Linked DNA regions of Zea mays: all the other regions are linked to region 2. The links are chromatin contacts, called in public Hi-C maps. All regions are on one chromosome and are shown on one strand. The core of a region is the stretch at or near the end of the contact, and the rest is flanking DNA. Distances in the headings are between cores, read along the strand shown. Region 1 holds the start of LOC100191905 (Peroxidase 64). Region 2 holds the start of LOC100284049 (homeobox protein HD1). Region 3 holds the start of LOC103631208.

Evidence for each region. A called contact is a pair of places that touch in the nucleus more often than the background predicts.
Region 1: a contact with region 2 is called in a Hi-C map of ear, with 2.1 times the contacts expected there. The contact joins the promoter of LOC100191905 here to the promoter of LOC100284049 in region 2. A contact is called at or near these places in 2 of 25 Hi-C or Micro-C datasets (ear and tassel).
Region 3: a Hi-C map of leaf shows a contact between it and region 2, with 6 times the contacts expected there. The contact joins the promoter of LOC103631208 here to the promoter of LOC100284049 in region 2. A contact is called at or near these places in 5 of 25 Hi-C or Micro-C datasets (endosperm, leaf, root tip and 1 more).

What each region holds. Positions count from the first base shown.
Region 1 is chr1:4,673,491-4,676,970 of Zm-B73-REFERENCE-NAM-5.0, forward strand. LOC100191905 (Peroxidase 64) reads right to left here and starts at 2,057. Exons shown (of 2, transcript NM_001137329.1): 1 at 1,284-2,057. The coding sequence starts at 1,526. It also overlaps a transcript of LOC100381417 not described here.
Region 2 is chr1:5,074,010-5,078,036 of Zm-B73-REFERENCE-NAM-5.0, forward strand. It overlaps LOC100284049 (homeobox protein HD1), which reads left to right and starts at 2,490. Exons shown (of 6, transcript NM_001156947.2): 1 at 2,490-3,438; 2 at 3,557-3,677. The coding sequence starts at 3,088.
Region 3 is chr1:5,374,335-5,377,823 of Zm-B73-REFERENCE-NAM-5.0, forward strand. It overlaps LOC103631208, which reads left to right and starts at 1,842. Exons shown (of 2, transcript XM_008652169.4): 1 at 1,842-2,666; 2 at 2,758-3,302. The coding sequence starts at 1,842. The coding sequence ends at 2,781.

The sequences.
Region 1 (3,480 bases), core at 807-3,306, 400 kb before region 2:
TACGCTCTCTGGGCTACCTGCAACTGCCACGAGTGACGACGGTGTGACACCGACCTCACTCTCCTCTCGCCTGCTGAGCTGATGGTTCCCAACAAAAAAGAAAAAGGAAAAAAACTGTAGCAGCAACTTCGAGCAAGCAGCATGTTTAGTTTAACACTGAAGGCTATATCTGTTGGCTTAACCGTATCAAATCTGTTGACCAGCAGGTTTGATCCTGCCATAGAATCAGCTGAATCGAAGCCCAAGGCAAGTGGAGAATCCCTACCGCTGAGCAGTGCAGTGCACTCTCCCAGCTCCTAATGCCATCCTCACCTCCAGAAGAAGGTTTTCGAGGGAACTGGAGCTATGCTGAGCCATGGAGGGCGACACGACGACACGAGCATGTGCCGCCGCTGCTACGGACACCCACCGGCCGTTAGGTTAGGCCCGTGCGCGCGGTAACGTACGAACCGAGCCAAGCAAAACCGAGGTGCACCTAAAGCAAAAGGACGGCTCGCCTCGAGTCACCTTCTCTCCTCTCTGCCACCGTGTAGAGATGGCCAAACGGGCCGGCCCGGCCCGGCCCGGCCCGGGCCCGGTGAAGCCCGGCCAAAACCGGGCCGGGCCTGCTGAGCCATCGGGCTTAAGTTTCTGTCCAAGCCCGGCCCGTAGCGGGCCTAAACGGGCCGGGCCGGCCCGTTTAGCACGAAAAAACGGACCAAAAAGCGGGCTAAACAGGCCGAAAAGCACGTTTTAGTGTAAAAAAACGGGCTTAACGGGCTTAGAGGTAAACGGGCCGTGCCGGGCTAGCCCGCCGTGCCTAGTTTCCTGTCCAAGCCCGCCCACTTATTTTACCGTGCCGGGCTCGGACCGGGCCCAAAAAGCGGGCTTCGTGCCGGGCTCACGGGCCTCGTGCTTTTTGGCCATCTATACCACCGTGTGCCGGCCGTGCGTGCTTGCTTCCGAGGCAGTACGTGCAGTGCAGTGCAGGACATGGCATTGTTGGGTGGAGTTGCCAAAGGCTGGACAGCCTTCCATTCCAAAGCTGCTTTCATGGCAACCATCCATCCCCCACATCCTTTTATATTTGATGAAAAAGAAAGGAAGCGTCCAGAAAGGCGCGGCTGGGCCATGCCTCTTCACTCACGTACGTACTCACTGCGCGTGATCCTAGACCGATTTCGCTCTACCTTGGGATGGGAATAGTTTTGTTACGTTGTTACCTAGCGCTGACCAAAGAGAACCGGAGAAGCTGCTAGCTAGTGGAAGAGCAGCTAGCTAGTGAGGGGACGAGCAGTGCGTACCAGCGCGAGGGCGTCGCGGGCGGCGAAGGCGAGGACGTCGGCGCAGGAGACGACGCCGAAGCAGGCCTGCTCCAGCCGCGTCTTGGCGCTGTCGATGACCTCGAACCCGCGCAGGCTGGCGTTGGGCGCCGCGTCCTTCTCCGCCTGGTTGCCCGCCGACGAGTCCAGCAGCACCGACGCGTCGCACCCCTGCAATACCAATAATACGCGTAATAATGAACAGAGAGGAAGGAGGATCCACATGCAGCTACGCGCGCAATCGAGGCACCCGGCCGGCCCGTCCCCACAGTACGTGACACCACCACCGCCACCACCAACCACTTTGCATTGGATCACTCGAGGAGGGCGGCTAGCTAGCTTGCTTAATAATTAGCCGCTTGGCGCACTGACCCTGACGAAGCAGTCGTGGAAGTGGAGGCGCAGGAGGCCCGCGGCGACGCCGGGGTTGCCGGACGCCGCCTTGCTCACCTCCTCCTGCACGATGATCTCCGCCGCCGGGCACAGCGTGTCGTAGAACCCCACCTGCAGCTGCTGCGCCCGCGACACCACCGTCGCGACCGCCACCACCGCCGCCCACACGAGGGCCGTCGCCGCTCCTCGTCCCACCATCCTCCTCTCCGGCCTGGGGAGCTAGCTAGCGCTACACTCCGTCCGGCGGCTTCGAAAAGGCCACCTTTTCTTTCGCTCCTCACCTCGATCGCGCGCGTGTCGTCGATCGATCGGTGCCGCTGGTTTTTCTTCCTTCTTGCTCCGGTGACAGCTAGCTGCGCGGTGTGTGTGGTGGAGTGGAGCTAGTGGGACTCCGGTCGGTCCAGGCGGTTTTATATATAGGGCAACTGGCATAGTGGGGGTGCATGCACATCCCATGTGGGAGGGGGCCATCGATACTGCTTAGTAGTGTGGAGCCGAGGAGAGAGAGGGAGAGACGGGTGCGGGCCCTTGTGGTGTATGATTGATTGAGATTTGCGAGAGGGATGAAAGAAAAGAAAAGCAGACGCTCAACAAGGAAGAATTAAAACGATGCACGCATGGGATCTGTACAAATGGTCGTTCATGCCTTTTTGGGTTTTGATCTGCTGCACTGACGCATGATGGAAAAGCGTCCATCTTGTCGCCTGGCGACTTGCATTGGCGAGCTATCCTTCTGTTTTCAGAGTTACTATCCGGCATGGAACTTTCTTCCCAATTCCCATGCATGCAAGCTACGAATGCGTACAACAGTGGGTCATAAATTTAGGATTCATTATCATGAATCCTAACGTACATTTATGATTAACTTTGTCCGCCTCTATCTGTTTTATTTATTTCGTATGATTAACGCTCATAACTTTATAATAAAATACGTACAGATGTCGGCCCCGGTTGCTTGACAAAGTAAGGTAATCAATGTCAGTGCAGTGCTTATGAGGCATCATCATCATGTTCTTGAGAGTTTTCGTCGTCCACGACGAGCGTCAGCAGGCGGCCGGGAAACGCGCGATAGATCACGCCAGCTACCCCCAAATCCGCGGGCACCCGAACATGCATTTGTTTGCTTCGTGGACGGATTAGACTCCTAGCCGCGCGCCTACGTTACATTACATTATAATACTTACACGTACTGCATATGGATCATTGAGAAAGCCTTTCTTCAGACGCATGATTATGCCATTCTTTTTTTTTCCCCTCTGCGCCATATATATGCTTGGTATGAGTGCTAGCTAGTAGTAGTCCGTAACAAAGACAAGTTTACGAGTGCTCGTGCGTACACGTGTGGTTAGTTAGTTAGGAGCAGGCAGCTGACGAGGCCACAATAGATTCTGGCATCAGAAGTGGGGTTAAAAAAAAAAAAAGAAGCCTCACATCCGAGTGCCTTCCACGTTAAAAAAAAAAAGGAGGCAGAGAGCTTTTCTACAGCCGCGCCAGGCGCCATTCTTCAAGCTTTACCCAAAAGGAAGCATGGATGGATGCATCCACCAGTGCAGAGCCCGCCGTCTGGTCCACGCAGTTTGTTGGCTGGTAAAGCCGGGTCACGTACTGAAGAAAGAAAGATAGCTAGACTCTGTCTCTCTGAACCGAATGCATGGAATGCTGAAGATCTCTGAGATCTGAACCAGCCACTGCCGGTGTGGAAGCGGAGCTGGGAGCTGGAGACTGGAGTGGAACCTTCTTTTTTCACTGTTGTTTGTTGTTACAGCACCTTTTTTTATTATTGTTA
Region 2 (4,027 bases), core at 1,240-3,739:
TGTTTGCCGTGACCGTGAAGGACAGCCGGTTAGTTCTGGCCGCCTCCGGCCGCCGCCGCGGGCGCCCATTCTGCTGCACCGTCGCCATTATTCTGCTCAGAAAGGTCCCCGCCTCTCTCGTATCAGGTCGCGCTATTATCTCTTATCTAGCCGTACCGCACACTGACGCAGCACAACACTGCTGGCTTCGGTCTTTTATTATACTCCCTCTGTTTCTTTTTATTTGTCGCTGGATTATGTAAAATTGCACTATCCAGCGACAAATAAAAAGAAATGGAGGGAGTACAATAATAAGCGACCTTCGACAAAAAAAAAACAAAAACAAAAAAGAACTCCCATTATTTCAATTTCAAAGGGTTACGGATTTTTAATACATTTCTCCATGTATGTAATCAGACATCATGTATATCTATGTATATAGAAAAACTAAAATAGCTTATGTAATTTAGAATGAAAAGAGTATAACCATGGTGAGTGTATGCTCTTAGAATAGTGCTCGGTCAAATTATTTTTATTTTTTTTATAAATCAGTTCATACATATAACAAAAAAATTGATATTTATACTTTGCGGATATCGATAAAACATCACGTAGAACTCTATCGATACAAGACACATCGATAAAAAATCTGTTCTTTGCAGATGCAAATTGCGTTAAACCATAATAATGAAGATTTGTTTGGGTAATCAATGGTTTTCATGCCCCTAACGAACATAATAATGAACATTTTTTCGCCCACCTTAGACGGAGGAGGAAGAGAAACCAATAATATATACTAGCTCCATGATGGATGGCCGATGGCGTGAACGACTCATGCATGCATACATGAATGAGAAAATGTGGGGGGTGGCCGCAGGACTGATTATGGCCACTGTACGACCGACTGTAGGGGATGAAAGCCTCGTTGGGTTTGTTCAGGTGGCCGTTCAGCTGTCAATTCTCCTCGCTCCATATTCTTCCATAGAAACAACCAGGAAACCGAGTGGAGGAGAGGGAGGGAGGATGGAAGGAGAGAGAGCCGTTGCTGGGGCGTCAGGTGAAATCGAGTGGCCTCCGGTTGCCGGGGACCATGCCATTGCCACCGGCCCACCAGCACCAGCTAGAAGCTAGCTCGGTGCAGGCAGGCGCTGAGCCAGCGGGAGAGAGAGATGCTATCCAACATTCCAATCCATCCATATCCAATACCGATCCTATTCCTCTCCCCGCTCGCTCGCGCGCCGCCTGGCCTGCTGCTGCGCTCTGTAGTCTGTACGCTGCTGCCCCGCGGCGCGCGTCGTCCGCCGATCGAGGTGACCGCAAGTACACGTACTACGACAGATTCCTGACCCCACCCCAACCGACGACTCGACGTCTCCGACCCATCTATCTGGCCGGCCGGGTCGGGGTCGCCGGCCGTCGTGGCTCTCGCATGATTGGTTCTCTGACGATGGACCCGATATATATCGACGTTGCCTGCCGGGCCCTTGTTGTTAGCTTGTGTCGCAGCAGATTCGACGAGAGGGGCGGAGCTTTGTGTTATGTGGTGTCGCTCCGAGAGGCTTCGGCCAATAGTAAAAGTACAGCGCATTTCAGGACGAATTATACGGTATGTTTTTTTAAAAAAAATCAGATACATAATGAAACGAACGAATACAATATTTTACGCGTGCGTGGGCACGCGTAAGGACCGGAAAATGTAGGAGACAAGCAAGCAAAAAAGAGTGCTATATTATACTAAAAGTTTTGATATATATATACATACATATAGGCATACAGCCGGCGGCAGCGTGTACGTCATTGTCCGTCTGTTACGATATGATCAGACAAAGCAGCTACAGCCGGGACGGCCCGGGCCCGCCACGGCGACTACACGCACACGGCGGCCCAACTAATACCAATATATATAATACTACGCCTAAATAATCCGATGCGATTAACGCCCACTGATGATGCATCCTTCTAAGTTCTAATGCTTCCTTAAGTACGTAGCTTGCCTGCCAGCATCCAGCCACAGCTGAAGCCTGAAGGGCAGTCGATGTAAAAGGCAAGAATAATGCAGGTCCACCGAGACGACGGCGGCGGCGCGGTGACGACGATGCAACAGCAGCAGACGCCCGTTCCCGGCGCCAACCGCAAGGTTGGTAGAGGCAACCGAAGGCGCCCCCCTCCTCCTGCTTTTTTTTTTAAAAAAAAAAACCCGCCACCACCCAAAGTATTTCTTGAAACCAACTCCTAATTATTCCATCGAATTACCAAATGTATGTGCAACTAACCTCCTACAGTATATCCTAAAGTTTGTACCGCACTTCTACACCATACTCCCCGCCTACTCATAGTAGGAAACGCATTGGTGCAACTCTTGGTAGCTAGCTGTAGGTACTAGGCACCTTGCTCTTGCTTTAGTTGTTCCTCTTCCTCTTTGGGCATGCTTGGATTCCAAAGCTTCACCACCCTCCCTCACCTCCACTTCCTCTCTCTCTCTCTCTCTCTCTCTCTCTCTCTCTCTCTCTCTCTCTCTCTCTCATTCATCTCGCCTTTCTTTCTTACCGGCCGGCCGGCCGGCGGCTGGGCTCTGCAATTCACCCAACTTTTCTCTGTTTTCACTACGATCTCAGGGCTCCGGCGACCGTGCGGCCTCATCATCAGCTACAACCTACCAGCTGCTACCGTCTCGGTCGCCGCCTAGCTCTCCGCAGCGGCTAGCTCATCCGGCCGGCCGCCCCTTTTCTCTTGCCGTTGCGCAGTTGCGCCCCCTTCCCCGCGGCTTAGGAACCATCGAAAAGACGCCTCACCATCTCCTTTGTGTCCTTGCTAACTAACTCCCCCATTAAATCCTCTCCTTCCTCCCGCGCTGGCCGTGTGGTCTCTCAGCCCTCCGAGTTGATCCATAAGCTAGCGCCATCATCGATCGCCATATATACATAGCCAAGGACGCACGCGCGCGCGCGCGCAAACCAGCGGGAGCGAACACCAACCGGCCGGACCAATTAAGAAGCAGGCTAGCAAGTCGAAGAGGAAAGAAGAGAAGGGGGGTACCGGGGGTACCGGCCGGTCATCGATCGAGCTTGGCGAAGCAGCGACCGCCGGGTCGTCGTCGTCGGTACATGCATGCAGCGCGGCGGTGATCAAGCAGGAGCGAGCCTGGGCATGGAGATGGGGGTGGGGTACGCCGGCGGCGGCGGCGGCGGCGAGTGCTCGTCGTCCTCGGCGGCTGCCGCGGCCGCGGCCGCGGCGGAGGGGGAGGAGCGGCAGCTGCTCAAGGGGGAGATCGCGGTGCACCCGCTGTGCGAGCAGCTAGTGGCGGCGCACGTGGGGTGCCTGCGCGTGGCCACGCCCATCGACCACCTCCCCCTCATCGACGCCCAGCTCGCGCAGTCCAGCGGCCTCCTCCACTCCTACGCCGCCCACCACCGCCCCTTCCTCTCCCCGCACGACAAGCACGACCTCGACTCGTTCCTCGTACGACCTCCTGCTACCACGATTGCTAGCTATGCCGCCACGCGCCACACATATGCATGCATGAGCCGCTGACCGGTTTCTTCTTCTTCATCTGCATGCATGCATGGCGGTGGTGCAGGCGCAGTACCTGATGCTGCTGTGCTCGTTCCGGGAGCAGCTGCAGCAGCACGTCCGGGTGCACGCCGTGGAGGCCGTCATGGCGTGCCGCGAGATCGAGCAGTCCCTGCAGGACCTAACCGGTAAGACCCTGCGTCCATGTTTCATGCCGTTAATTATTTGTTACTTCCATTAATTGTGGTTCCATTTGCGCAAGCTTTTGGGTGTTGTTTTTTTCTTCCCCAATATTTGCCTGTCCGATCCATCCGCCGTGCCTTTTCTCGTTGCAGCCGGTGGTACCGCACCCTCACTATTTCTTTAATTTGATGGTTGATGCATGCCTGTAACAATATAAGCACACAAAGGTAATATTAGTTGTAGCGTCGTCTTCCATGGTCATTACGCATCTCTGATCTGCTCGGGTGTGTGCGTGTGTGTTGTGTTGGTTGCGTCTTGAGGCTTTTCCTCAACCCTTGCCATCTCTACGTGACTA
Region 3 (3,489 bases), core at 592-3,091, 300 kb after region 2:
TGTCGTCGTTGCTACACGCTACACAGACAGTCTCCTCTACTTTGTTCCAGGGTTTCTCTAGCTTTTGTGAAAGTCGTGGACCATGCGTGTTCAGTGCTCTTGATCCTTGAACCGTATTCTCTCTGTCACCTTTGCCACCGCTAATCATGCATAGCCCAAGCCCCAAGCCTGCCACACACGTCCCGTGGCTCCATGATCTGAACGATCCAAGCCGATGCCCGAATGCTATGGCCCCAATCCGAGATTGGACAACGACGTGACATGATAAGAAAAAACATATGTGGTTCTTCCTCTTTCTCCGAGTTTCCCTTTTCACAGCCTATTTAGAACCGTAGCATTAGCTATAACTGTTTGTTACAAATTACAATGACAATGATTGGGAAAAGCCTAGCAATTCCAAGAGACTCTTTATATTTTTTTTCTAATTATTAAAAATAGGGTTCTTTTCAAAAAAAAAACTCTTCAACAACTTATTTAAATAATTATCAAAATATAGATATCTTAGAGTATCTCCTAGAGTATTTCTAAATTTCACTCTCTAAAGTATCATTTAGAGAATCATTTGCATAAAAAATATTTTCTATATCCTTTCAATCTCCAACGGCCTTTCAATGGTTGTAGTTGTTTTGGATTATAATATGTACAGATTATATAATATAGTGTAAATAATCTAGTAGGTAACAAACACCTAGATATAGGTCCAGATTATACAATCTAAAACTCATATTGTGATAATCTTATAATCTCCTTAAGAGTAGCTTATTTGAAATCATTTTTGACAAAAGACCCTGTACTCATGGTTATGTTCATAAAATTACAACCTCTGTCATTTTTTCTTCTTTCCCTAAATCACACGCACGCGGGGTATTATTGTCTTTGTGTCTCAAAAATCAATAATCTTCATTTATATAATTTGGTCATTCAAACAGCTACACATAGATTATATTTTTTGCAGATTATAACCAAGAATATATAATCTAGATTATATAATATATAAGCTAAAACAAATATGCCATATATCTTGTTTGCACGAGCCATTTATGTTTTCTATATTTGGCTAGCGAGAAACCCGGAATAGAATTTGACTATATTTAGATAACATGTTGGAGGGTATTTTTAAAATAAAAAATATTTATATAGATTAGAAGAATATGCTCTTATATTCTGGGGTTCTCGCTAGCCAAAGATAGAAAACGCGAATAACTCTTTAGTGTGTAAATAAGATAGAAAAGTTGTTGGATATAGGAAGTGATTACTTAGAGAGTAAACTTTAGAAAGACTCTTGGAGATGCTCTAAAACTGTATGTGGAGCTATAACGGTTTAGTTCATAACCGTCGAATAACGAAAAAAATTCCGCCCCCGTGATTGAGTCTAAAAATGAGACGGTTCTTAGACAGAGTGTGTAAAATAAGAGACGTGGAACTATAGATGATATTATTACTGTTCGGTTAGAGAAGTTTAAAATATAGAATAAGATAGAGAATGAAACATGAATCTGTGGAGATTAGGGCCAAAATCCATCCTTGCTATCCTCCAAAGAGGTGAAGTTGACCGGATAACACCTGAGCCTGAATAGTATTGAATACAAACCATCGTGCCTTTTGTACGTACGTATGTTTGTTTGTATCTGTCGATAATCCGTCCGCGCCCAGCGACCTGAACATCGAAACCCGAGACGAGACCTTTTTTTTTCCTTCACGGGACAAGAAAGACTCAATGAATCTGTTGCCATGACAGCGATAACAAGCGTAATAAACGGGAGGGAGGGAGGGAAAATAGAAATAGAACAAAATTGCTGGGTAAAAGAAAATAGAAGCGCGGCACGAGGACAAGGGGCAACATGGACATTGCGCCCGATGCCACAACCACAAGCCCACAGAGACGGACATTGCGGCGCGCGCCTATATCTTCGCTTTGCCCATGCCGTGCACGCCCCTCCTCAGCGCTGCCACTGCCACCGCGCCGTCTCCCGTCCCCCGTCCGCGCGCGCGCGCGCACGCACGCCGGCCAGGCCCAGGCCCAGGCCCTCATGGAGGTCGGTCCGACGCAGCAGCGCCTCGGCGACAGCTTCTCCCGCGGGTGGCTGGCGAAGCGCGGCGCGCGGGCGCCGTCACTCGAGCACCTCGTCGCCGACGCCGACCTCGGCCATTCCTTCGGCAGCTCCAGGTCGTCGTTCATCGACATGGACCCCGCCGCGCTCTTCTCCATGCGGTGGACGGCCACGGCCGCGCCGCCGCCGGAGAGCGACTTCGAGTTCGGGCTTATTATTCCCGGTGGCGTGGGCGGGGGCAGTGACCCCCCGTCCCCGGCGCTGGTCAGCGCGAGCCGCCGGGTCATCCGCGACGGCCGCCTCGTCCCCGGCGACCCGCTGTTCTGCTCGGCCCGCAGCGCGCCGGCCTCCCCGTCCCCGAGCCCGTGCTGCGGCGGGAGGGCCGCCGCCGCCGGGAGGCGCTCGTCGTGGTGGAAGATGCCGCTGCAGTACCTCCGGTTCCTCCTGCCGCTGTACCGCAAGGTGAGGGCCCTGCGGCGTCTCCCGGCGCCGAGGCGGCGGCCCCGCGTGGCGCCGGCCAGCCCGGCGCGCGCGTCCGCGTCCAGCCTCGACTGGTGCCACGGCAATGCCGACACCGCCGTCCGCGACGCCATCCTCTACTGCAAAAAGTGCAGCGTACGTCCATGGCCCCTCCACCGATGATCAGTCCGCTCCATCCTCTCCCAAGACTCCAAACTGACACTGCCGTTCCCGCACACTTTTTCAGGCCGCCGGACAACAAGACGCATAGCACACGACCTTGTCACGTGAAGTCCTCCGAGCCGTCCGTCGCCCTGTGCCGTCTCGTCACCGAGCTCTTTGTCTGCTCATCGTCTGTCCGACGTGATGGCGGTCATGGCATCGCCCTGTGCCATCTCTATACCACACCTCGCACAAAGATTACAGCGTCCGTGTATTTGAACTGCCGCGTGAATGGCTCGTGATGTACAGTTTAAAATCCAAAGTTTAAACATTAATCCGTAGAAACGAAACGGAGTCGGCCTTTTCTGCCTCACGTACCGGTGGTGGTGGCCTGGTGGGGGTGCCGGGGAGGGAAGGAATAGTAAACAGATTGCGGCAGCGACTGAAAGCGTCATTATTCCAGAAGAAATCCTCGGCTCTTTATACTGCTGACCTAGCACTCGTTTAGCACGTTGTGCTTGGCGCTCTCCGACCGTAAATTGAATTCGTTTGGTCGGCTCAACAAAAAATTCGCGTTGAACCAGGGCCATGCTTGAGATTTCAGTGACCCCGGACGAAAGTTTATATATAGACCATTTTGTCCCATATATATATATATATATATATATATATATATATATATATATATATATATATATATATATATATATATATAATAGTTATGTATATATATATATATATATATGTAATTATAAACACACATTTCGACCTATTGGGCGGCCGGCCGGCTCGACACCCCTCAGGCCTGCGTTGAACA